Regions from separate parts of the Mus musculus genome. Here region 2 is linked to region 1. Evidence: chromatin contacts called from public capture Hi-C data. All regions are on one chromosome and are shown on one strand. Each heading gives the region's core, a stretch centred on a gene start, on an enhancer-like site or on the middle of the called end of the contact. The rest is flanking DNA. Distances are from core to core; before and after follow the strand shown.

What was found. Capture Hi-C pulls out chosen DNA fragments and counts their contacts.
Region 2: a contact with region 1 is called in a capture Hi-C map of bone marrow-derived macrophages, with 6 times the contacts expected there. The contact joins two enhancer-like sites. A contact is called at or near these places in 1 of 39 promoter capture datasets (hippocampal neurons), 1 of 15 datasets of contacts at CTCF or cohesin (pro-B cells), 6 of 484 Hi-C or Micro-C datasets (the HPC-7 cell line, bone marrow-derived macrophages, cerebral cortex and 2 more), 1 of 115 datasets of contacts at active chromatin or transcription factors (bone marrow-derived macrophages) and 2 of 9 other capture datasets (bone marrow-derived macrophages and embryonic stem cells).

The regions. Positions count from the first base shown.
Region 1 is chr15:30,430,256-30,435,530 of GRCm38.p6, reverse strand. All of the region lies in intron 2 of Ctnnd2 (catenin (cadherin associated protein), delta 2), which reads right to left. Among named protein-coding and RNA genes, the nearest start is that of Gm41284, 70 kb to the left of the region's middle. Within about 2 kb of position 3,785, at least 1 of the 459 cell types and tissues checked has an H3K27ac peak or open chromatin away from gene starts, as enhancers often do. A contact at or near this core is called in bone marrow-derived macrophages, where this site is marked.
Region 2 is chr15:30,648,401-30,653,246 of GRCm38.p6, reverse strand. All of the region lies in intron 7 of Ctnnd2 (catenin (cadherin associated protein), delta 2), which reads right to left. Among named protein-coding and RNA genes, the nearest start is that of Gm31841, 32 kb to the left of the region's middle. Within about 2 kb of position 3,091, at least 9 of the 459 cell types and tissues checked have an H3K27ac peak or open chromatin away from gene starts, as enhancers often do. A contact at or near this core is called in bone marrow-derived macrophages, where this site is marked.

The DNA of each region.
Region 1 (5,275 bases), core at 2,536-5,035:
AACAATATGCAACAAGCCCTGAAATAGAAGCTGCCACCTCAATGTTTTGTGCTAAATGTACCACAGAAGATTCTAAGTGATGGAAACTATGAAGAGTCCTGTTAAGTTCTGAATCACTGTGATTCATAGAAACCCAGAAAATACCTAGTTAGAAGTATAAATTAATGCAGAGCAGCCTCTGACAGGCCTAAGGCTTTAAATATCATCTATATGCTGATGGTTCCCAAGGCTTTCATCTCCTTTCTATGACCCCATGGAGCTCTGGGCTCATTGACTCAACTACCAACCTCCCCCTTCCTCTTGATATTTATCTATCTGACTTCTTGAAGTTCATTCCCCAGAATAGATTTGTTATTTCTCTCATTATCCCTGTCCAATCTCTCCTAGCCTTTCTAGGTTTTAATCATCCCCACCTCTGTAAAGGAGATCTTCAGCACATAGGCCTAGAGGACAGAAACTTCACAGAAGAGTTAAGTTGCTTCTCCTTACACGGCGCAAAGATTCACCAGGAAGATTTGGTTCATTTCACTCTCCTGAGAGATGTATCTTGAACACATTCCTATGATCTCTACTGATGCTGGCTACCTTTCCACCGCTGGCCTGAATCTCCAGCTCGGTGCGGTACATATCTATAGACACGGCCTCAGAAAAGGCTGAGCTCGAAGGATCAGTTGAACTCATAAGGTCAAGAGATCACCTTGGGCAACTGAGTGATACTTTATCTCAAAAAGTAAATACAAACAAAAAATAAAGTCCAATCCATTGGCTCTACTTTATTATCCACAGAGTAGAGTTTTGTTTTTAAATTTTGATCTCATAATTGTATTCTTTTGCATCGAATATTGAAATAGCTTCCTTGTGAACCTGTTTGGAGGTTGCAAAAGAACAGTGCAGCGGTTGATACACCTTTAGCCAAAAAGGGTACTCCTCTACTTAAGAGATCCTTGCCTTTGAGTGCTGATGGTTTCAGGAAGAAAACACGCTGAGTGCTGAACTCTGAGTGGTTGGTATTTAACACTATTTTTCCTACTAACTGCAGAAAAACTAACTGCTCTTAAAAGTATGACCTTCTCCCTAAATCCATGGCATCTGCTACCCCTCACTAGGACCATCACCCTTAAGTGAAAATGAATGACTCATTGCTCACTGACCCCTCATGGCGGAAGAACATTTCTTGAACTTTGGAATATATAACACTCAATTTAAAACAAAAAACAACAACAACAAAAAACCTTTATAGTGGACGAAATCTCAACAATTTCCTTTTTCCATAGTCTAGCTGGTAATATGTACCTCTGGCCCATGAAGTGGCAGGAAGGAACATTCTGTGAGGCTGTGACTAGACCAAGGTTGTCTTAGTACATGTTGGGTGAGAGCTAAGCTTTAACCTGAGGTGGTAGCCTCCCATCTACATTTCATGGACTCAAGGTATTAAATGGATGAACTTCTTCCCCTTGGCCAGGCTACATTAACCTTTTATCACTGTAGGTTTTCATCCTAGCAAAACCACACTGAGAATCCTTTAACCTACACCATGACCTTCTTTAAATATGAGCAGAAACTTGGAACTGATTTATTTGACGTCAATTTGGTTTGAGTCCTAGTATTTGCTATATTGATTTATGATCACAATATAAGTGTCCATGACAGACTTTTACTGCTTGTTCTGGACACGAAGTGCCACTTTACATGCCTATATGCTGAGTTCCCTCTGTAGCACTCCACTAAAATCACTAGGTCATTCCACGAGATTCAAGCTCAGTTAAACGTAGCCAATCCAATGATAGTAATGACCTTCATAAAGTGATCTAAAGCAAAAGCTCAATACCTGTCCAGTGAAGGCACATATTTCACTTGGATTATGGAGGAGATGATGCTAAAAAGCTTCATCGAGCCCTGTGTATTGTATCTTAAAATGCCAAACATTTAGAAATGTATACTTAAAAGTGTTGAAGATGTTAATAAGGAGATAGTTTACTCTGGAGTAAAAAATTAGTAGCTGTGGCTTGGAAACCAGCATGTAGCGATCTACAAATTCCATGTCCAACATGGCAATAGTTTCATGATTGACAAAAAAAAGTCATAAGTTGGGGTATTTTTTAAAGATTTTGGAGAGAACGTCAGGTAGGCTGGGTGTACTGGTGTGGAGGAGTCTCTCCTATAGGTCTCAGATGTTGCATGGTTTCACTCTTAGCCTTTGAGTTGGTGGAAGTTAGGGTCTGTTTGCACAATCCAGAGAGTTTATTTGATAGTTACAAGGCTACTAGGTCAAACAAAGAGATGAGAAACAAATGGCTTCATGGAATTGAAGATAACCTGAAACATTCCCACTTGCCACAATTCTCAAAATTCTAGTGGGTCACTCGGTCATATAGAATCTTTTACAAAGGTGTACATCCTCCCTCTCCTGTGAACTTCAGTTCAGAAACAATATATTTGTAAGAACAGCTGATTTTGACTGTATCGCCTTACCTAGTCAGTGTAATCATATAAAAGAACAATAGTATTCCCGTTTGGACATGGATCAACTGAGAAGAAAAGTAACCACACCAGACTGACAAACCAGTAAGTGTTAATGTCTGAAGCCAACTGAGTTTCTTTCGCAGCCAGAGAAGCCAGCTTTCAATAACCTACCCTCCTCCCCTTGCCTCACAATAGCAAGCACTGTAGGTTCTAGTTGACGGTCCATAACTTTTAAGCAAAAGAAAGTCATCCTCACAAATGTTGCCCAAGTCAATTATAAAATGCATTGCTGAAAACATCATCCACACAGTTCTACTCCTCAAAAATGGTATGAAGTCATAGTTTTGAGTCACTGACATATTTCTATTTGGCTACCCTGTTGTTTGTTGAAATATAGCTGCATGTTTACTTAAGCTCACAAGGATACTGTTGCTTAGTTTCTGGTTCGAGAAAAAGACACTTTATTGAAGAAACACAGCTTAGATATACACCAGTTTGGACTCAAGAATTAATACATACATTTGAGGGGTAAGTTGTTGTGTTAGGAAAAGTCTAACAGAAAAACATGCTAACTCACACTTTCATGGAGTTTTACTTTGAGGTAGACTTAGAGTTATCTTGTTATCTGATCATGGAATCCACATAATATAATCTCGTGCCATGTTTATCAATATGCAATGATAAATATTTTCCCTAAAACAAAAACTGGTGTGAGTACATAGTTCACGTGGTCCCTTGCATGGCACATAGTCCTGGGTACCAATTTGCCTCTGTGATAGCATCCCCTCTAAGAAGACACCTCCATGTGCTCCCCTCATCTATGCTTGTGCTTTCTGCATGTGCATCTCTAGCCAATCACCACTTGCTATCCTGGTCTAGAAAACCTCATTTCTAGATCAAGATCAAATGCCACAGAGAACAGTGCTTGCTCCTCCCAAGAATTACCAGGTAGTGACTATGTGAAGAAGACACTACATACAAGTATGAAAACATCATAATAAAACCATTTTTTGCACAACTGTATATGTTAATGAAAATGACTTTTATAGACCAGTTATCATGGCATGCACCTTTAATCTAAGTACTCCAGAGACAGAGGCAGGTGGTGTTCTACTCAAGGCCAGCATGGTCTATGCATCGAGTGCCAGATCACCCAGGGTTATATAGTGAGCACTCAACTAAAGAAATATGTTGAAGTTTATAAAAAGAAAGATGATTTTACAAAAGGAGAACTTGAAGATGAATTGTTTTGCTTGGTTATATGTTCTTTTCTTTCAGTAAAATTATGACTCAGGCTTTATATTTGGAAGCTTGTTTTTCATAGAAACAGGAAACTGTCAGGAGTAATCACTAATTATTTTTGAAGAACAATATCAAGCCTGTCTGTCTCTGTGAAAGGTTCTTAAAGAACTAATATCTAAAGTGAGCAGAGCTGTGCCGAGATACACGGAATCCTAGCTACATATCCTCCTACAATTCCAAGGTAAGTGCATTAAGTAAATTTAAGTATAAAGAAAAAAATTTTTTTAAATTTTTTTAAATTAGGTATTTAGCTCATTTACATTTCCAATGCTATACCAAAAATCCCCCATACCCACCTACCCCCACTCCCCTACCCGCCCACTCCCCCTTTTTGGCCCTGGCGTTCCCCTGTTCTGGGGCATATAAAGTTTGCGTGTCCAATGGGCCTCTCTTTCCAGTGATGGCCGACTAGGCCATCTTTTGATACATATGCAGCTAGAGTCAAGAGCTCCGGGGTACTGGTTAGTTCATAATGTTGTTCCACCTATAGGGTTGCAGATCCCTTTAGCTCCTTGGGTACTTTCTCTAGCTCCTCCATTGGGAGCCCTGTGATCCATCCATTAGCTGACTGTGAGCATCCACTTCTGTGTTTGCTAGGCCCCGGCATAGTCTCACAAGAGACAGCTACATCTGGGTCCTTTCGATAAAATCTTGCTAGTGTATGCAATGGTGTCAGCGTTTGGATGCTGATTATGGGGTGGATCCCTGGATATGGCAGTCTCTACATGGTCCATCCTTTCATCTCAGCTCCAAACTTTGTCTCTGTAACTCCTTCCAAGGGTGTTTTGTTCCCACTTCTAAGGAAAAAAAATTATCCACTAATGCCAAAGCTACAGAAAAGCAGAGATGAAATTCCTTATTAAGATTATTTCTAAGAATAAAAAATTACAAACTTCTAAAGAATTTTATGGTCAACTGACATCAGCCTATGTTCATGACTCCACTCCTCTAAGGCCCAGGCATTCTCTCCCCATTGCAGCATGCATTACTTGAATGGATGCTCTTCCTGTTTCATGTTGGCAATGCCAGTGAAATATATCAGTGGTCCAAAACACTTCTCTGTGACATCTCCTAAGAAGATTCATCAATGTCAAAACACTTCCATTAAAATCTGTTTTGGTTTTGAGTCATATTTATTTTACTGTCAAGCATCTGTATACCAATTACAGCGTGTGGAAGTAATGAGATTAAAGCTTAACTTTCGTCTTCCCCACAATCTTGTGGTATATAAATACCATTCAGGAGGTTTACATTGAAATAATATTTCTAAAAGTCACTGATTAATGATTATAAAAGCCATTTATGACAGTTGCAAGTCAACCCCGTGCTTCCTTCAAAGTGATAGGAAAAGGAACGGTATAAAGACCAAAATTCTGTGGGTTTCAGAACCAAGGCACAAACCGGGAACTGAGGGACTGGCCATACCTAAGTCCTTTTGGCATTCAAAATGATGCTTTATTATTTATGCATTAGATGAGCTTTCTCTGTCAAGAAATTCACTGCCCCTGTG
Region 2 (4,846 bases), core at 1,842-4,341, 220 kb before region 1:
TCGTGAGAACCATCCTTGCTCTTATCTACAGGCTAGAAAGCCCTCAGCTCCAGGAAGAGAAATGTGACAACAGGAGCCAGGCATCTCACTGCCTCTGAACTGTATCCGGAGCGGAGCTTTAAACACTCACTGTGAACTCACCAAGGGACCATGCCCGTCTGCTCTGGGACCATCTCCTCCAGGAAACATGCAGGGTCCAGCAGAGCCTACAGGGTCTTTGGTTGACACTTTCCCTCGTATAAACTGGAAGAGTGAGATGTGAGAGCCACAGGAAGTCAGAGGTTGAATGACGCTCCAAATAGTTGAAACACGGAGTTTACAGTGCATGGTCCACTCTATGTAAGACAGCTCGTGTCCATTTGGCTGGAGTATAAGTCGATCACGCCCTGACTAAATAACTCTCCTTATAAGGTCAGTTCTCGTGGAAACCACTGGTCAAGAATTTACATTTTACATGTCATTTCTCTCTCAAAGTAAGCTTCTAGGGCCTGATAATTCCAATACATATTTATAGCTTGCATTTGTATCTCCAGCAGAACTAATTCAGCTCTAAACTCAGTAAATGGAAGATGGTCTTATTTTAGAGTAACAAAAATTGGCATGCGTGAAACCATACTCAGTAGGATTTTGACACTCATGTGAGACACTTTTTATTTCTTCAAAATTGCTAGAGATTCAATAAAAACTTATAATGGTGGGCAAAACAAAACAAAATAAACAAAATAAACCAAAAAACCCACCCAACTTTATACTAAATACCTATGGCCTTCCTATTGTCCTTTAGTGACAGAAAAGGATGCTGTGTACTCATGGGGTTATGTATAGCTTATACTATAAAGTATGTATATTATATTATACTATAAAGTATGTATAGCTTATACTATAAAGACTCTACTCAAAATTGTCTAGGTTAGATTCCTGTCACCTGCAGATTTGGGAAAGGAATACGTCACTGCTGAGCCTCCGCTCAAGTCTAAGGGACAGAGTTAAAGATCACACTGCCTCAATCTGATGTTGCGAGCCCACGTGATGTGCAAACAGCAGAGTGTGCCACTCTAAGCCATGCACGGCAAGTGTTCTGCAGTATAATGTGTTTCTCAATATAATTTTGTTCATCGTTAATATTTAATGTGTTCACTCATCATGATAAACACATTTAACTCAACGCACAGACAATTAAGTTAAGCGACGGAGACTGTCAGTAGAACAAAGTAAAAGGCAAGTTCTATCACTTGGAAAGCTTTCTCCCTCTGTCGTTGATATGTGATCCCAGCACTGAGTTTCTCAACACCCCTCCCCCGCCCACCCCACCCACCTTTGAAAAAAGTAGGAGACAATTGTGATGCTTACATCTATGAGGACAGGACAGTTTCAAGGCCTCTCTGTCTGCGTGCCCATTAGTCCTGACCCATCTCCAGCAAAGTTCCCAGAACAGTTGCTAACATGCAAAGATGGACTTGCCAGCTATGCGCAAAGATGGTGACATCACAAGCCCTGTAGTGTGGGATCCATTTCCTCTTGTGCCATCTTCTTTCATCGCTTCCCTGCTATCTCTCCTCACTCACTCATCTTTGCTGAGCAAACATGGCCATGCTGGCCCTCTGTCCTCTGCCCCTTACTACTAATAGATACCTATGCTTTGAGTTAGTTTCAGGTATGTTTCTCTGGGGTGGTCTCCTAAAAGAAGCATGCTGGGCACACATGTGACCTCACTAATTTGTCACTTGTGGTTTTTCCCATCAAAACTAAGCTCTGTCTTACTCTACACTGGCTTTAAAACTGAAATTGGAGCAGTTGTAGCAAAAAATTGAGAATGGTGGGTCATGACTGTAATCCCTGCACCTTCGAGACAGAGGCAGAGAGATGGCTATATGTACAGAGGCATCCTGGGCTACACAGTGACTTCTAAGTCAACCTGGGCTGCAGTGTGAGACAGTGTTTTAAACCCTCCTCAACTGAAGCTGTGCATGTGGAACACAGAAATGACAGGTCCTTTACATGCGAACCGTGCGGCGGCATGTTTTCCAGTTCACTAGAGCTGCCTTGTGCCTATGAGAAAAGTGCGTGACTTCTTTCTGGTACATTTCTAAGATCCCAGGTTGGTTATCTGTTAAACAACCAAAGTTAACATTTAATGATTCAGGAATACTACTTAGTGTCATGGAAGACAGTAAGAGTACATACTATAGTGACCCTCTCTGCAACATGGAGTAGACAGCTAATATGCAGAAAGTTTGGGACCTCCAAGGATGGCAAACTGGTTCCCACTCAGCTTTGTGTAATAAAAAGATGTATAATTGCACAAGAAAAGAAGTAATACTAAGAAACCCTGAGTGTCTAATGCCTTGAGTTTCGTAAACGTAACACTTTTCCGAGTTTAACCCAGATTGTGACAACTCTGAAATCTTGGCCTTGTTTCTACCAAGCTCAGTCATGGGGAAGATCATGTTGTAGAGAGGGGGATATGTTTCTTCCTGCCCAAGTGCTTTCTGAAACTGACAGCCTGACATCCTTCGACAGCACTTGAAACCCTGGACAAGCTCTTAGCTAAGAAAACAAGTCCTGGATAAAAGACTGACCCATATATCCAATTTTCTATGAGGTGTGTGTGCTGGGATTTTGGCAGAGTGCCATCCTCTGTAACTAGCTGGGCCTTAGTGTCTATCCACACTTCCTAAACCTATGCAGGTGCTTCTGCAACGTGCTCCAGCTGTGTCACTGAAACTCCGTTCTCTTGTTGATCTTCTTTCTTACCTTTTTCACCTAGTTCACAAAAATCACAGTGGCAAGCATCCGTGTATGTGTGTGAGTGCGTGCGCTCGCTTGCACACATGCACACACCCCTATTGTTCATCACCTTCAGTGTGAGTATATTGTTTCCGAGGTTAACTTTAACTTAGCTTATTGTAATCACGCCCAATGGACATCCTTATTTTGCCTTTGATCCCTGAATCAGATTGCTAACATATCAAGTCAGAGTAAGCCTGCTGCAAACGAAGCCAGACTATGTCAGTTATGTGCCTGCCCTCATTGTGTTGTAAGGCCTCCGGAATCTATCCAACCTCAGCAAGGGCCAAGCCCTCCTCCTGCTCAGAGCTTCCCTTTTGTGCATGGCAGGCACACTCCCAGTCCCCAGCCTCTGAGCTCGCCCTTCCCTAGTCTTCACAGGGCTGGTTGGCTCACCACTTCAGGGAAGACTCAAAAGCCACCTTCTGAGTCACCCCGTTGAAAGTATTGTATTTTCTGTCCTCTCTGTTTGAGAGGAGTCGGGAACTTTCAGGGGATGTATTGTCTCTAGCAACTGACTTGGTGGTGGTATACAGAGAGAGAACAGCGAAGACCTGAGACCTTAGCTGACAGTGAGCATCTCTATCCTCTACCGATACTTCTGGTTGTCAGTAACAGATCTCCCGATTCACAGCTCTACTGAGACAAAATCTATTCTGTAATCTCAATATATATATATATATATTTTGCCATTTCATTTGGCAAGCCAGGTGGCTCCAAACTTTATGATACTTGGAAGAGATTCAAACACAGGGCATCAGATGCAGGGTATGTAAGCTTGGCTGTCTGTGAGCTCACACATACTATAGTCCATCTCTGATAACTCTCTTTGGCCATGGGTCATGATTTTCCAAATGGAACTCGAGATCTTACTCGAATCCATCCTTCATATACTCTGACAGGATAATTCTGAACTCAAACCCACCAGTGGCAATTTGCATGAAGAAGTCTTTAAATGAATATTTTAACATGTATGTTAAACAAATGAATTCAAACATTTAAAATGTTCACTGCAACTCTAAAATTATGTCTCTTTGATGGCATATTGAATATTTTTTCCTCACTAGGTAGCAAAAATGTAATATGGCAAGAAAATATGAGGAACAGATGGGAATGTCTTGGTCAACTAGAGCTCTCTTTCTGACTGGAGAAGCCTTCACCTCTAACAGAAAGAAATGTGACTGTATACATACCATCAGCACCTGTAGCAGCACCAGCACCACCACCAGCACCAGCACCAGCACCAACACTAACACCAGCAACAGCACTAACACCAATACCAGCACCACCACCAGCACCAACACCAGCACCAGCACTAACACCAGCACCACCACCAACATCAGCACCAGCACCAGTACCAGCACTAACACCAGCACCAGTACCAGCACCAACACCAGCACCAGCACCAACACCAGTACCAACACCAACACCAGCACCAGCACCAGTACCAACACCAATACCAATACCAACACCAGCACCAGTACCAACACTACACCAGCACCAGCACCAACAACAGTACCAACACCAACATCAGCACCAGTACCAGCACCACCAGCAGCACCAGTACCAACATCAGCACCAGCACCCCACCCCGACTGACTGCCATCAAAGCCTTTGAAACATTCTTTGCAGCCCTTAGAATATAAGTCATTTTCAAAATATGCAAGGAATGGTCGCATTCTTGGTAACTGTATTTCCATTCCCTAAACCTTTCCTCAAAATTCTACACGTTCTGCTATCTGGCCACTCTCTGCTTCCCCACAGGTATACAGTGTGACAGCACATGTCTGTCACACATCAGCAGGTGAGGGAAGAGGTGGGACCCCCTCCCTCAACAAACAAACAAACAAACAAACAAACACCACCACCAACAACAAAACCACCCTTCTGTTTTCCACCAGGCAAACACAGAAATGCAATGGGCTTTAGAAGTCTACAGACCCCTAACTCCTTGCATCTTCTCTATGGTGGCTGGGGGATGACCAGGGTGACCTCTCACCCCTCTGATTCTTGGTATGATCTCATAAACATAAAGCTTGTTGCCTGTTTCCTAAGATGC